2 separate regions of the Anas platyrhynchos genome follow, and region 1 is linked to region 2. A link is a contact called in public Hi-C data. All regions are on one chromosome and are shown on one strand. Each heading gives the region's core, a stretch centred on a gene start, on an enhancer-like site or on the middle of the called end of the contact. The rest is flanking DNA. Distances are from core to core; before and after follow the strand shown. Region 1 overlaps LDLRAD3 (low density lipoprotein receptor class A domain containing 3). Region 2 holds the start of FJX1 (four-jointed box kinase 1).

Region 1 (6,686 bases), core at 2,254-4,753, 120 kb after region 2:
CCACAGGGCTTGGCTAGGTACCATTGCTGGTGTGTTTGGTAGTACATGTTAAGCAAGCAATGAAGCTACTGCCAGTTTCTTAATTTCTTTATCATTTGAGAAGATATATGGCCCTTCCTATTGTTTCTGGTCTTAAGGTTCTTTAAATTCGCCAATTTTAGTTCAGTGCTTGGTAGCGGGTACCTAAAACCCTACTCACAGATGGATACACTGAGACAGACTTGGCCTGTGGCTCTTCCAGTGGAAGACTGATGCCCTGTGTGTTTGCAGGGATTCAACATAAAGGCCTATATAATAAAGACCTTAGTTGTGTACTGCTCTAAATTGACCTCCACAACCACCAAGAGAAGTCCTTTTTGTTTCAGATTTTAGCTGTATCCTGTTACTTGTGTTCCACTCCTGTCAAATTGTAATTCCTCGCCCTTTGAAACTTAATAGTAACTTTCTGCAAAATAAAAGGAATGAATTGGCTCATAATGTTTACATGTTTTAATCCTCCCTACAGTGCTCCCAGTTCTAGAGAGCTTAAAAAGGCTTTGTGATTTCATCTCTTTGTTAGCACTAATTAAGTTTTAGTTAGTATTCTGCATCATTTAGTTAGCATGAAACTTTCTGGGCTATGCGGTATACACAGACAGCAAAATTATGCTGCAGCATAACATCATGATATGAAACCCAGTTGGGAGGGAAAAACCCTCAAATGCCATGTTCTTCTAAAGTGTCTGAGAAGTAAGTTAGTGCTTTTTGTCTAACAAATGTTGTTCCTTTACGTGTGTGCTTTACAGAGGTTTTTATTAATCTTAAGCCTCCTTGAGAACCTTACCTTTCAGCCAACACGCTTCAAGGACGTCGTTAGCTTCACTTGTGGAACAGAATAAAGAAAGAATAGCTTCTTCCAAATTCAGTTTAAATGCTTGCTTCTTTAATTTGATGCCTCACCTTTAATTCCAATTTTCCATCCCTTTCAAAATAAGGAGTCTTTAATAACCATGCTGTGGAAATCCACATACATAGTCCTGCTTTAAACCACTGTGCTTTTTTCTGCTTCTAAGGCATTAAAAGTATCTGTATAAAATATCTGATCCTTTGTAGTCTTTCTAAAGCATCAGACCTGTGTTGCAACATTGAAGACAGGTTAATTTATTGTTGTTGTAAGGATTGATCAGTTGTGCCTATCTTTTTAAACCCTAGCAGAATTGTTATTAGGGGGAGCTTTGACAAGAATAAAAAATGTCCAGAGTTCAACGTGCACCTTTCGGTCAGATGTTCCTGATGACAGCAGCTGCGTGACTCGCAGGCTCCTTATTACCTAGCTGTTGAATATGCTGCTGGCATGGCTTTTGGTGTGCTGCTTAAAACGAGCTGAATGAAGGCACTTCTCTGTATTCATAGGATGCAAACCCAGAGGTTTCTGTCTCTCTCCTAAGAATATTGTCATCCTCTGCCTTGCAGGAATTTCACTTCTCTTTGTTAGACTAGAAAATCATAATAAAAATTTACAGTAATCTTAAGGAAGATTTTCTTAATGAAGACTGGGCTGGACGTTTGCTCATGAATCAGTAATGGGAAAATACTCCTCATGACTCGCTGTTCGGAAGCCTTCTTACCAAAATCAGTTGGGTCTAGTGAATTGCAGGCAATAATGAACATAATAACTGACAATAAAATATAAATAGCTGCAAAATGACAGTTCTTACAAGTTATTCTTGTCATGACAGACTCAAATAAGCCTTACTGATCTAGGTTATGTTGCAACTATGAATTTCTGCGGAATTTTTCTTCTTTGGGTTTTTCATTTAAAGACCATCAGCCCACTCGATTGGCTAACAGTTTTCAGGACGAGCATCCTTTTGATCATGCCCAAGTTAATGGAGGTAATTAGGCTGCTCTTTCTTCTTCACATACATCTATCTGCTCTAACTGATCACCTTCATAAATGTAAAATTAGCATGGAAAAGAGACAACGGAGAGCAAGGGATTCATATCCTGTGCTGGCTTGCTGTTAACAGGTCAGATAAGCCAAAACAGAATGGAAATACTGCTCATTTGAATCTCCAAGCAAGAAATTAATATTCATGCAAACAAGGCTCTGTAATGCATCCAGAGAGCTTCAAGCTGCCTGTTTTGCATCTCCTTCCTCTCTGTTGTACCAGGCAGCTTTTAACAGCCCCTGTTTGTGGGGTGCTACACCGAGTGCCTCCCCAGAGGCATGGGGTGTGTGTGTTTGCTTTCCTGTTTAGGACCATGTCAGTGACCACAAGGTTCACAAGAGAAATGATCTCGTCACCAGGGTCCCCTTCGTTGGCAGGTGTGGCAAAGGGGCAAGAGCTGTCCCTGGGAGGCAGAATTACGTAGTTATGGAGGAGGCTGGAAAGGCTTCGTGGTGCTAGTTGTTGGCTTATGTCTGAGTTCAGGAGGCTGGTTTTCTGTCTCAAGGATGGATGATCCTTCTAACCCGGGAAATAGCCCATTTTGAATCCCACTAAACACCTAGACCTCTAGACTTCCTAATAGCCTAAGAGGGCCAATTCAGTCTCTTGTATAAGTGGGTATAGTGGGTGCCACAAAAAAAGTTTGTGTGGCTTTTATGATGAATTTTGAAAATGGGCCAGCTCTTCTGAGATACTCCTATAGCTGTCACCAACCAGTCTCTTACATGGTGATGAAAATTTGCATCAGCTGCAACAACCCAAAAGTGATGGTAGAGATTTTCTAGGTCAGAGCTAAGCACTGAAAGGCATTTTGTTTGGGAAGGGTGGTGGATGAAACTTGTCTCTTCTCCCCCTCTCCAGCTTTTGCCAACCTGTAAAGAGAGGCTCATGGATGAATTGAGGCTGGAAAGGATTCTGGAGGTCTTTTGGTCCAGCTGCCTTCTCAAAGCAGGACTAGTATGGATGGATCAGAGTCGATCAGAGTCGCTCAGAGCCTTGTCTGCTCAAGGGCTGAGCATCTCCAAGGATGGAGAGTCCACAGCCTCACTGGAATCCTGCTCCAGAGTTTGTATATCCCTACTAAGATTTTTTTCTTTCTATAATATATGATCACTTCACAGTGATTGAAGCTGAAGCAAGCAACTTCTAAAGATAAGCAGTGTGGTTAATGTGCAGGTCCGTAGCATTGAGGAGAGAGAGGGTGTAGGAGCCTAAGAACTGATCCTCTGGGCTGCAGAAACAGCAGTGGGAAATTGAGGAGGTTGGCACTCAAGATGTGTGTGTGTCACGTCTGGCTGTGTCGCTGCACCAGCAGCAGTGGTTAGCAGTGCCAAGTTGCTTAGGAGAGGGCAGCCGTGCCTGAAAGTGCCGTTCTGGGATCGCAAGGCTTGAGGGACGCGTGTGTTTGTGTGTAGGTAGAACAGCTTTATTTCATTTTAATTGTTTTAGGCTAGGCTTTGTTACCTTCCTCCTACCAGGATAGGGCTCTGCTTACTACCGCGTACCTTGCGGCAGAAGCAGAGCCCTTTGTTTTCCGCTGAGATGTTGCTTTGCATCAGCCGAGCTGTTGATAGTGGAGACAAAGCCGTAGGAGTTGCATTAGCAGCACGAGATGGCTGAGTTCCCAGTGTGTTACTACCCTGAGCCGTGCTTTAAGCTGCTTTGTCTGTGATTCCTCATCGACTAACTGCTTCACATTTAAAGGCTTTAACCCTGCTTTAAAGTGTTTGTGTGTGAATAAGAGCTTGCTTGCTGGATTCAGACAGTCCTGCAGGCTGATATCTCTGAAGCGAGCTGTGTTGTGGCGTGCCCACGGAGGCAGTTTCACACGTGTGCCGCCAAGTGCAACGTCCTTCCCTCCCTTTTGGGTTGCCTTATGGTTGAACACGGGTGCCCAGCACCATCTGATGAGTTCCATTACTGTGCCATTTCGTTCCGTTTGTTACCCTTTGGAGATGAAAACTTACAACTCTGCGGTTCTGCTTTTTGTTTTCTGCAGCCCTGGTGTGAAAAATGCTGGTCTGGGTGTGGAGGAGTTCTGCAAAAGCAGGGTTATCAGCGCTTGGTCCACTCGTGGCTGCCCTTCCCTCTGTTCCACTTGTGTTTTTTCTGTCTGCTGCGTAGAGGACCTTCTCTGTGAACCACGTCACTTTGCTTGTGGGTTTTTTCTTCATCTTCTGCCTTCGCCAGAACCCGTACCATCTGTCATGTTCCTGGCTTCCTCTCTGCCCTGACCTGTGCTCAGTTTAACACTTCCTATGCCAGCTGTCTGTACACTGTTTGGCATGCTGAATATCTTTACTCTTCCTTATGCCATGGTGACTTGGCAGCAGAAAAGCTTAATCCAGTTTTATCCAGGCAGGAGGGTTGAGAAAAGGCATAAGAGGGAGGGAAGAAGCCAAGATGGGGACTTGTTGTAAATGAGAAATGCCTCTCCTTGAAGCAGAGCATCTCTTTGGCTGTTCCTCCAAGCCACTAACTGGGCTTGGAAAGCAACTGACCATGTCAGTGTAAATGTTCTGGAGTATTTCTTGTTCTCAGCAGTGCAAATAACTTCCTTCAGAGCATCTCCCAGACTGGAGAACCTTTTTGTAAGTCATTCCCCAGCTCTGCCACTTCTCACCCGTTGGATTGTTGGCTGGCCTGCGACCTCGCGTACTGCTCGTGCAGTTCTCCTCTGAATGCTGGTGGGCTTGTAGTTGCTGCTGCTGGTGCTCTGTAGCTGTGTACGTGATCTGTAATGGTGGCTGAGGCTCCTCTGGACAGGAGCAGAGCCTTTACCAACAGGACTTCCCTGGGGAGCGTGCAGTTGTTGACTGCACAGCTCCTGGATCCTGCTCCGGCTGTATCCCAGGCATGCGTACACCTGGAGCGTGCGCTGGCGTGGGTCTAGAAGATCCAGAATCACACGTGAGAGAATCTGAAGAGGAAGAGCCTAGAAATATTTTTGGACGTTTGGAAGCATTTTGAGGTGAACAGATTATCTGTAATGCTGTCCGATGTTCCTGCGGGACAAGGCCTCCATCCCACTGCTGGGAGGGTTTTCTCTGGGAGACTGGGGAGTACAATACTGTTCTTAGTTCAGCTCCTAATGTACTCTGTCATCTTTGTTTCCTCCTTTCTTTGCTCTTTTGTACTCCTTTGTATTAGACTATTACAGAAATAACAATGCAATCACTGAAAACGGCTTTTGTCAGCTAATGAGCAACAGCTAGTGGAGAGATGGCATGTTGCTGCCTTTGTCAGCTAACGAGCAGCAGATGGTGCAGATTCAGAGCATGGCACATCATCCGTGCTAAGTGCCTGGCATGACAGCAGCCAGAATGAGAGGTACCAAACACCCAGAAGTCTAGATTTTCCTTCATCAGTCTTCCAAAAGCCATTTCTTACAAGCCACGTCGGTGCATTCAGCTGCAAGCAAGTCGTGGTGCACAGTGAATGCAGTGACCAGCTGTCTTAGTCCGAGGGCTGAAGGCTGTGGGTAGGGGGCTAAAAAGGTCTCACACAAGGACAGCCTCGGGGCAGGGGTTTCTTGTATTAGGAACTTACATATCTCATGCCTTTCTGTTTCCAGTTGCCACTGTTACTTGAATCAACCATAAAGGCTTTGTTCTGAGAGATGGCTGAGCACTAGGGCATCACTGGTGCTTGTGAGACTGCTGCCAACAGCCTGACCTGTGCAGGCTGCTGGGAGCTGGCCCATGCAGGAACGCCTGGGACTGCAGGAGGAAAAGGCTCAGTTTGTTGCCAGCAGTTCAGCAGCAGCAGGTCTTACTCTGGTTGTCCTTCAGACAGTTGAGAGTCTTTACATGCAGGTCTTCTCTGTGGGGGAGAGTGTCTTCATTAACTGAAGTGCTTCATGGAAATGGGGAATGTTAACTAGCGTTCCCCAGGCAGGTGTTGAGGCCACCTGCCAAGCAAGCTTCTGCTGAGGGTCTGCCTTGTCTCACCTGATTGCAAAGCACATTCGTCTTCAGACACATTCTTCTTCTTCCTTAAAAAAGAAGTGTTTTCTGGGGGAACTTCTTTGAGCAGTGTGTAGCAGGAGTGTTTTCTTGACCTATTTGTGTTTTTGTGATCGTAGCCATACTTCCATTGCCCTTGCAAGCATTTTTAAATCTTTGGCAGAATAATACTCGAGGTAGCACTGTAGTTACTTGTTCATTGCTGGGGTGCTGGCATATCAATCCTTTATTTCTTCTTCTCTTGTATGTCTCTTAACCGTGTTCTTGCTTTATCCCTGTAGAGTTTGAGTTGTGTGTTTATATATAAACACAGTATATTTTCACACTCCACTCCGTCTATCTTCTCTATATTGGGTATATTTTCAGTTCCATGTAATCTATCTAAACGCACACAACATTTTATATAAATGTCTTACAGTCTCAGAAGACTTAATGAATCTTTTGGTGTTGTCAGGAGTGGAGTGAGGGGGCGGCACAACGACGCTTGCATCATTCGTACCTGTTTCTGTCTGCACTCTTGTTCTTCACTGACCTTGCATTGGTGGGGAGTTAGGCTGGGTTAGCAGAACAGTGCAATTTGGAAATACAGGCACCAGTAACTGTTTTTTAGTTTCCCAAAGGTTTCCCATGCGTTTTTGTTGCAACTCCAATTTAAAACCCACCTACCAGACAAATGTTTACTGCTCCCTCTGGTGTTCGCTTCCAACGGGTTTCACTGCTCAGCGTGTCCAGGAATGGAGTCTCTGCAGGGAAGTGTTCATAACAAACAATTACACACAGTTGTGGATAA
Region 2 (7,270 bases), core at 2,678-5,177:
GGTGCTGTCTCCTGTTATCTCCTTGCTCTGTTTTTTTGTGTTTTGTGACTCAGTGGAAAGTCAGCTCCCGCGATGGCTAACAAAGAGCAGGAGGAAGAGAGAGCTGACTTCAGTAACTCATGACCGTGTTTGTTTTTCTCTTCTTTGGGGGATTTGTTTCATGACTCTCGCTAAAGTGTTTACAGAAAGTTTGACAGCTAGGCAGAAAGTCATTTGCAAGGAAACTGGGATAAATCAAAACAAAAGCGTTGGTCGGTTTCCCAGAGGAAGAAGAGCTCTCTGTAAGGTCCGTGCTGCCCTTCCTCTCCACCCACAGGTTGGGGGAGCTCAGATGCAACAGGAGGGAGCAGAGCGGAGATGAGGGCTGAATGAACCAAGGCTGGATGGAGGATGGAGGAACTGGGGAAGCTCATGTATTCCCCAAACCCTTCTGCTTTTTTCCTTTCTTTAATTTGGTGTCAGTGAGAAGGCAACACAAATCAGGAGTTAACTGCGATGTCAGGGAATAGTGACAACAGAAATAACACAGCTCTGCTGTGCTGACTTCCTCAAGAGCCCCCCAGCTGCTCCCAGCTGTCCAGAAGAACCCGGAGGCTGCTTTAGATGTCACCAGATAAGTTACGGTTACAGCACCCCGTTCTGCAAGGGCAAAAACCGCAGCACGGGCACGCTGCGTGGCTCCCCTCGTGTGGCAGGGAAACGCAGCAGGGCCAGCCGTAGAAACCAGCCCTGGCACCACCTGTCTGGCAAACTGCTGGGTGCAAGAAAACCTGAGTAAGAGACTTGCTCCCGTGCTTTTCTGTTTCATTGCTCCTGACGAAAGCCACACGTTGTGCCGCACGTGGTAGGTGCTTTGTCCACTGCTCATGCCTCAGCCTGTGCCGGCCTGAGGCTCCTGGAGGAGCTGAGACACATTTGGATGTAAAAAAGTGTTATTGTATTTTTAATAAAGCCTATTGAATAAAAAATGGCGCTTAGATATTGGGTAGAGTTGGCTCCTGCCTGCAGTCCTTAACCTCTGAAGGGTACTTGCCCACTGCCATTTAAATCCCACGCAGCAGCTCTCTTCCGTCCTTCTCTTTATTCAGTCCTTAAGAGAATGCTAGTTAAATACCAGATAAGTAAATACGTAATCAATGAGACATTTATTGAATGTTAATGCCGTGTTTAATAAGGCTTAGAAATTTAAATGGGTCACATTAAGATGTAGAGTGCACAGCAGGGAAACTTCTCAATGTCACCAGCCCCGGTCACAGAGGAATCATGAGCTGGGGCCTTCGAAACGGGGACAGCTTCGAGGCTCAGGTGTGGGGGGCTTCTTTTTTCTGCCTCTCACCCCCCAGCAGGAGGGCTCCATACAGAGATGTCTCCACTGCAGGACTGACCACACAGAGATCCCTGTGGCTATGAGAGCCAAGCTGATAAATGCAGTGAGTCTCAATCTAGGGTGGCCACGGCAGACCCTGTTTATTTTCTGCAGCAAAGACTGAGAGCACCGGTCAATAACTTAACAGCTGGAATGCGTAGAAAAGTATTACAATAGGAATCGCAGCCGCAAGCAGGGCTGCCAGCGGAGACGTCTGCAAGGTGGAAATCCCATCACCCGAGTCACTCGAAACTGGACAAAAAACGCTGGAGAATGAGGGGCAGGAAGGGCCCCCACAGGGAGGAGAGGAGCGCACCGGCACCAGAGATGGGCCCATACCTGGGGAGACAGGTACCCCACTCCCTGCTGCCCACCTCCCGGCCTCGCATGGGGACAGAGGGTCCCTGCTTGGAGGGGAAAGGCCGGGGGAATTAAAGCGAAGGTCCAGGGAATCCATACATCACTTTCTTCTGTGCCTTCCCCTGTGCTCCTGGCAGCCAGAGGGGCTCCTCCGTCCTTGGAGGGGCTCCTGCTGCCCCTGCAGGCAGCGTGGTGAGAGAGGTTATCAGGGGCCTGGAAAACATCTTGCTATTTAAGCCAGCCCTGTTCCCTGCGCTGCTTGGAGGGAGCCGCACCGCTGGCCTTATGCTGGTGCAGCTGGGGTTGTTACCTCATGGCTAATTAGAGCGCTTTCACCGGCCCTGCAAAAGCTGCGCCTTTTTAGGACATGCTGAAAAGTTTAAGATGTGTCCTGGGTGTAGTTTTGCATTTTTTAACATTTTATGAGCATTTTTTAACTTCCTCTAGCAATAGCAACTCTGCCTTTAGGCTGGCCCCGTTTCTCCAGGCAAGTCTGGTCCATCCCAGCCTTCAGCTGGGCCCATCCCGGGGCTACCCAGTGCCTGCAGGGGGCATCGAGGGGAAGGGGGCACTGTTTGCAGTGAGATGACAGATTCTCTCCTTAAAGGCAGTATCTATCTAACGATGCGTATTTTTAATGGGTCTGCAGGGTGGCTCAGGAGGTCTGTGGTCAGCATGGTTGGCGTTTCTCTTCCAAAAAGACACTGGGTTTCCCCTCTCTCTTCTGTTACACTACATCAGGGCAGGTGCCTGGGCTAGATGTGGCAGCAGCACTGAGCAGTGTTCTCCGCTCATATGTTTTGGCAGCCAGGAGGAGAGGAGATTTGCTATCAGTGCATACGGCATGAAAATTGCTGGCGACGGGACCTGACCCCTCAGGATGCCCCATCAGAAAGCAGGGGCATGCACCCGATGCATTATTTATCCTCTCACACGGCGATTACCTTTCATCTCCCTGAATTGCCTCAGCAATTTCACTTGAAAGCATTCCTTGAGCCTCTTTACTTCCTGGCCTGGAAAAAATGTGCTTTGTGCGATGGATACAGACGCCTGTCCCCAGAAGGGACTGCAGGCTGTGGTCAGCCGCTCACCACGGCACGGTTTGGCTGGGCCGGACCTGCTGAGGGTGTCCCCCACGCCACCAGCAGTGAGGCCATAGCCTGATGTTGAATGCTCACGTGGAAAATCCTCCCGGCTGAGCCATCTGCCTCTGTTGGGGCTGGGCTGGCGCAAGGGGTGCTGCTGGCAGAGTGTTTTGGTCCAATTCTGTCACGAGAGCCTGCTCCTGGGCACCCTGGGGCTGAGGGCATCACCCACCACCTCCCATCTTGGCAGCTCACCTTTAGCAGGGCTGAAAACAAATCCCCTGCCTGGCTGAGCATTGGCAGGCACCTGACAAGTCTTGTGAATGCTTACAAGAGCCGGGCTCAAGAACTCAAGCACTTCCTCATTTATTGCCTTGATATTAAAGGCAGAGTCACAGATATTAAGAACAGGGAGAGGCAGCGTACCGGGGAGATAGGATCTGTGCTGTATGCGGAAATTGCTCGGCTTCGTGTCCTACATGGTGCTTCAGATTGCAAGAAAAGACCTCAGGAGCCCCATCTGCCAGGGAGCTTTTCTGAGAAACCAGAAGCGGAGCCTAAGCCATAGAAGAGCTCCCTGCTGCGGGCTGAGACACATTTGTAAAACACTTCCAGAAACTGCCCCGCACCTGAAGGGCCAGGTCCCTAATGCTCACCTCCCTGCTCTGCGATGCCTTCTCCAGCCCTGCCTCCCAAGGAAATAAGCCAACCCTGCCCTTCAGCCGCTGGGACGCCTCACCACGAGGGCTGCTTGTGTGGAGAGGGATGCTCGTGTAGCGTACAGCGGCACCGAGCACACAGCATCTCTCACACCGTGTGCTTGCCAGCAGGGCTTATTCCAGGAGTCCCACCCTTCCCCGGGAGAACCAGGCTGCTTCCCTGGCCGCCCTTCATCCGTGCTGGAGGCTTTTTCAGCCCCAGCTCTTCCCCCTGGACAGCAGCAGGCCGAGGGCTGAGCCCCTCCTGTTGCTCTCGGTGCTCGGCGGCGGCTGCAGCGGGGCCCCGGGCCCTGCGGGGGGCGCTGGCGCCTCACGGGGGCGGTCGGGGGGGGCCCGGCCCGGCCCCAGCTCCGCGTCGCCGCTTTTAGGGGCGGTGCCGGGGGCGGCGCGGGGCCCCCCGCAGCCGGGGCTGGGCGCACAGGGCGCGGGGCTGCCGCCGGGCCGGGGCTGGAGCCAGGACCGGCACCGGGGCTGGAGCCGGGCTCGCGGCTCCGGGCTCCGCTCCCCGCCGCCATGGGGCAGCGCCGGCCCGGCCCGGCGTGAGGCGGCGGCGGGCGGCATGGAGCGGGGCGGCCGCGCGGCGCTGGGGCTGCTGGCGCTGGGCGCGCTGCTGGGGCTCTGCGCGCTGCCCCCCCCGCAGCCCGGCCCGCAGCGGGGCGAGCCCCGGCGCGGCGGGCAGAAAACTTTCCGGGCGCTGCTGGCCGTGGGCCGGGAGCAGCAGGAGCAGGAGCAGGAGCGGGAGGAGCGGCAGGAGGCGGCCGGGCGGGCGGCGCCGGTGCGGCGGGGCATCTTCTGGAGCCGGGAGCTGGAGGCGCGGGTGCCGCGGGGCTTCGCGGCCGAGGAGGCGGCGGCGTGGCCGGCGGCCGCCCGAGCTGCCCGGGTGTCGTCGCTGGAGCGCGGCGGCTGCGGGCGCAGCTCCAACCGGCTGGCCAGGCTGTCGGACGGGAGCCGGGCCTGCGTGCGCTACGGGGTGAGCCCGGAGCAGATCCAGGGCGAGGCGCTGTCCTACCACCTGGCCGGCGTGCTGGGCATGCAGCAGCGCCTGCCGCCCATGGCGCTGGCGCTGGTGGAGCCCCGCGGGCGGCAGTGGGAGCCGGTGCGGGAGGAGCTGCGCGGCTCGCTGTGGGCCGAGGGCGCGGTGGTCAGCCTGACCCGCTGGGTGGACAACCTGACGGCCGTGGTGGCCCCCGCGCCCTGGGGCAGCGAGGCGGGCGGCGGGCGGCGGCCGCGGGCGCTGTCGGCGGCGGAGCTGGGCGGGCTGCCCGCCGCGCAGCTGGTGGAGCTGGTGCAGTGGAGCGACCTGATCCTCTTCGACTACCTGACGGCCAACTTCGACCGGCTGGCCAGCAACCTCTTCAGCCTGCAGTGGGACCCGCGCGTCATGCGGCGCGCCACCAGCAACCTGCTGCGCGGGCCCGACGGCGGGCTGGTCTTCATGGACAACGAGGCCGGGCTGGTGCACGGCTACCGCCTGCTCGCCGTCTGGGACCCCTACCACGAGCCGCTGCTGCGCTCCGTCTGCGTCTTCCGCGAGGGCACGGCCAAGCGGGTGGCCGAGCTGCACCGCCGCCGCAGCGCTGCCGCCGAGCTGCGCCGCCGGTACCGCGCCCGAGAGCCCCTCTGGGCCCACCTGGGCTTCCTCTCGGAGCGCCAGGCCGAGCTGCTGCAGGCCCGCGTCGACTTCGTGCACCGCCACATCGCCCACTGCCGCGCACAGGCCGCCGCGCTCTGACCCCCCAAGCCGGGTGCCCGAAGCCGGGTGCCCTGGGGACCCCCCCGGGGTGGTTGCTGGATGTGGCCGCCGAGAAGGAAGCGTGTAGAAAGCCCCCGTCCCGGTAGCTGTTAGTCTGTGTCGTGGGCGCTCCTGGTTCGACTGCTCGGATCCCCGGTGTGTGTTCGTGATCGTCGCCATCCTTTGATTTGACCCGTAACGTGACCGTGGGGGACGGAAGAGGCTCTCCCAGGCTCCAGACACATCGCTGTGTGCCAAGACTTGGATGTGATAGTGAAAGCGGAGAACGAAACTGTCCCATGCACTTTACTTTGACTTTTTAATTTTTTATAAAAAAAAAAAAAAAAAAAGGGACCTTTTTATTTTACAAAGTCTGCCTTTTATGTACATTATAAATGTTCATAAGCCTTTCTGTAACATACTAAAGAAACTGATGATTCGGTAAAGCGTGCCCGATGTTTCGCCTCCTTTGTCCCAACTGTGTGCCCGAGCCTGGAAAGGGAAGCGCGCACCTCCGCCGGCCCCGCTGAGTGACACGGCCCGCTGCCTCCCAGCTGCTTCCTGCACCGAGCTTCAGCTAAACAGACATGCCTGGTGGTTTTTGTTCGTGGGGTTTGGTTGCTGGTTGTGTTTTTTTTTCCAAGCCTGAAAAGATCTGCTTTTACTAGCACCGGCTGGTTTCAGAAAACTGATGTAGGTGGTGTGGGCTTAGGGGCTGGCAGCCCCTTAGGGTGCCCAGGCTGTGTCCCAGCCTCATACCATGGCTTGCTTCAAGTGTCACCGGACTGACAGCAGGTACCCAAAGCTTCCCCGGAGCTGCCAGGTGTTTTTGGGAGGCATTTGCACTGGTTCTCCGCCCTCTGTTTCCATTTTGTCTATCTTTGCAACTGGGGCTGAGGCCAAAGTGAAGAACAGGAGAGCTCTTCAGTCTTCCTAAAAGAGGTGTGTGGGATTTTTTTTTTTTCTACAAAAGTTTTGTTCAAGGTACAGCAAAGTGGCACAAGCGGGTGGACAAAACAAAGCATCTGCATCTCTTGTTGCGTTTTCCTTATGTGCCGGAATCCACAGAAGAGGCAATTGTTCGGCTCAAAACACAGCCGGGATCGGGACAAAGGACAAGCTAATCCTCTTTGCGCCCCAGATGCCAGTGCCCATCCCTCTGTAACGGAGCAGCAGCGTAACCCCTGGTGCCCAGGCAGCAGAGCACCGCGGGGATGCGAGGCGGTGGCTGCTGCCTTCCCGCAGCGAGCACCAGCCTCCCCGGACCTCAGCGAGAGCAGCGCCTTCATCTGTGCTGGTGGGGGTCCTCGGGCTGTTAATATTCATTTATTTAGATTAAACTTCACACCAAGACAAGTTTCTTTGGCCGTTGCCGTGTTTTCCTTTGGTGTGCGTGTTGTGGGTTGGTTGGTTTGCTTGTTCAAGTAGGACAAGGGTTTTACAAACAGCTTTAACTTACCCGCTAGTTAGCTGTATTAGATGTTGCAACCTGTGCATATGTGTATTTATCTTAAAATGCTACAGCAGCCTCCAGGACTCGCTTCATTCAAGTGCTTAACTGACAGGGCTCTCTATTGAACTCGTTTTTATAGTTTGGTGCATTTATCTCTCCGAACAATGCCCAGAACCCCATGTGACGCTCCCTTGCCATTTACATGATAATGCACAATTTAGCTGTGTAATTCTTAATTCCTCTTTAGCGCTGTTTGTCAGCCTTGCTTTGTAACTCAAAAGCAGCAGCTCTGTTGCATTCACCTAATGAAAATGCGTTTAAGTAATAGACTGCTGGTACAAATTGTAAGCCACGGTGAAGAGCAAACTGCTGTGCTGCAAACTTCCCAGGTTTTGTTTCTGCTCGAGTATTTCTACAAGTATCGGCACGACCCCGCTTTTGATGGCTAATGGGGAATAAATCTCCTTTGCAGCGCCTTTAGAGTCAGACCCTAGATAATTACACCCTTCAAGAAGAAACGCGGGGCTCTATTTGTCGATCGGTAAATTCGAGCTG

Evidence for each region. A called contact is a pair of places that touch in the nucleus more often than the background predicts.
Region 1: a Hi-C map of liver shows a contact between it and region 2, with 3 times the contacts expected there. The contact joins the enhancer-like site here to the promoter of FJX1 in region 2. A contact is called at or near these places in 4 of 8 Hi-C or Micro-C datasets (liver, skeletal muscle and subcutaneous adipose tissue).

What each region holds. Positions count from the first base shown.
Region 1 is chr5:49,660,283-49,666,968 of IASCAAS_PekinDuck_T2T, forward strand. All of the region lies in intron 9 of LDLRAD3 (low density lipoprotein receptor class A domain containing 3), which reads left to right. Among named protein-coding and RNA genes, the nearest start is that of PRR5L, 100 kb to the right of the region's middle. Within about 2 kb of position 3,504, at least 2 of the 8 cell types and tissues checked have an H3K27ac peak or open chromatin away from gene starts, as enhancers often do.
Region 2 is chr5:49,536,591-49,543,860 of IASCAAS_PekinDuck_T2T, forward strand. FJX1 (four-jointed box kinase 1) reads left to right here and starts at 3,928. Exons shown (of 1, transcript XM_027458710.3): 1 at 3,928-6,616. The coding sequence starts at 4,090. The coding sequence ends at 5,262.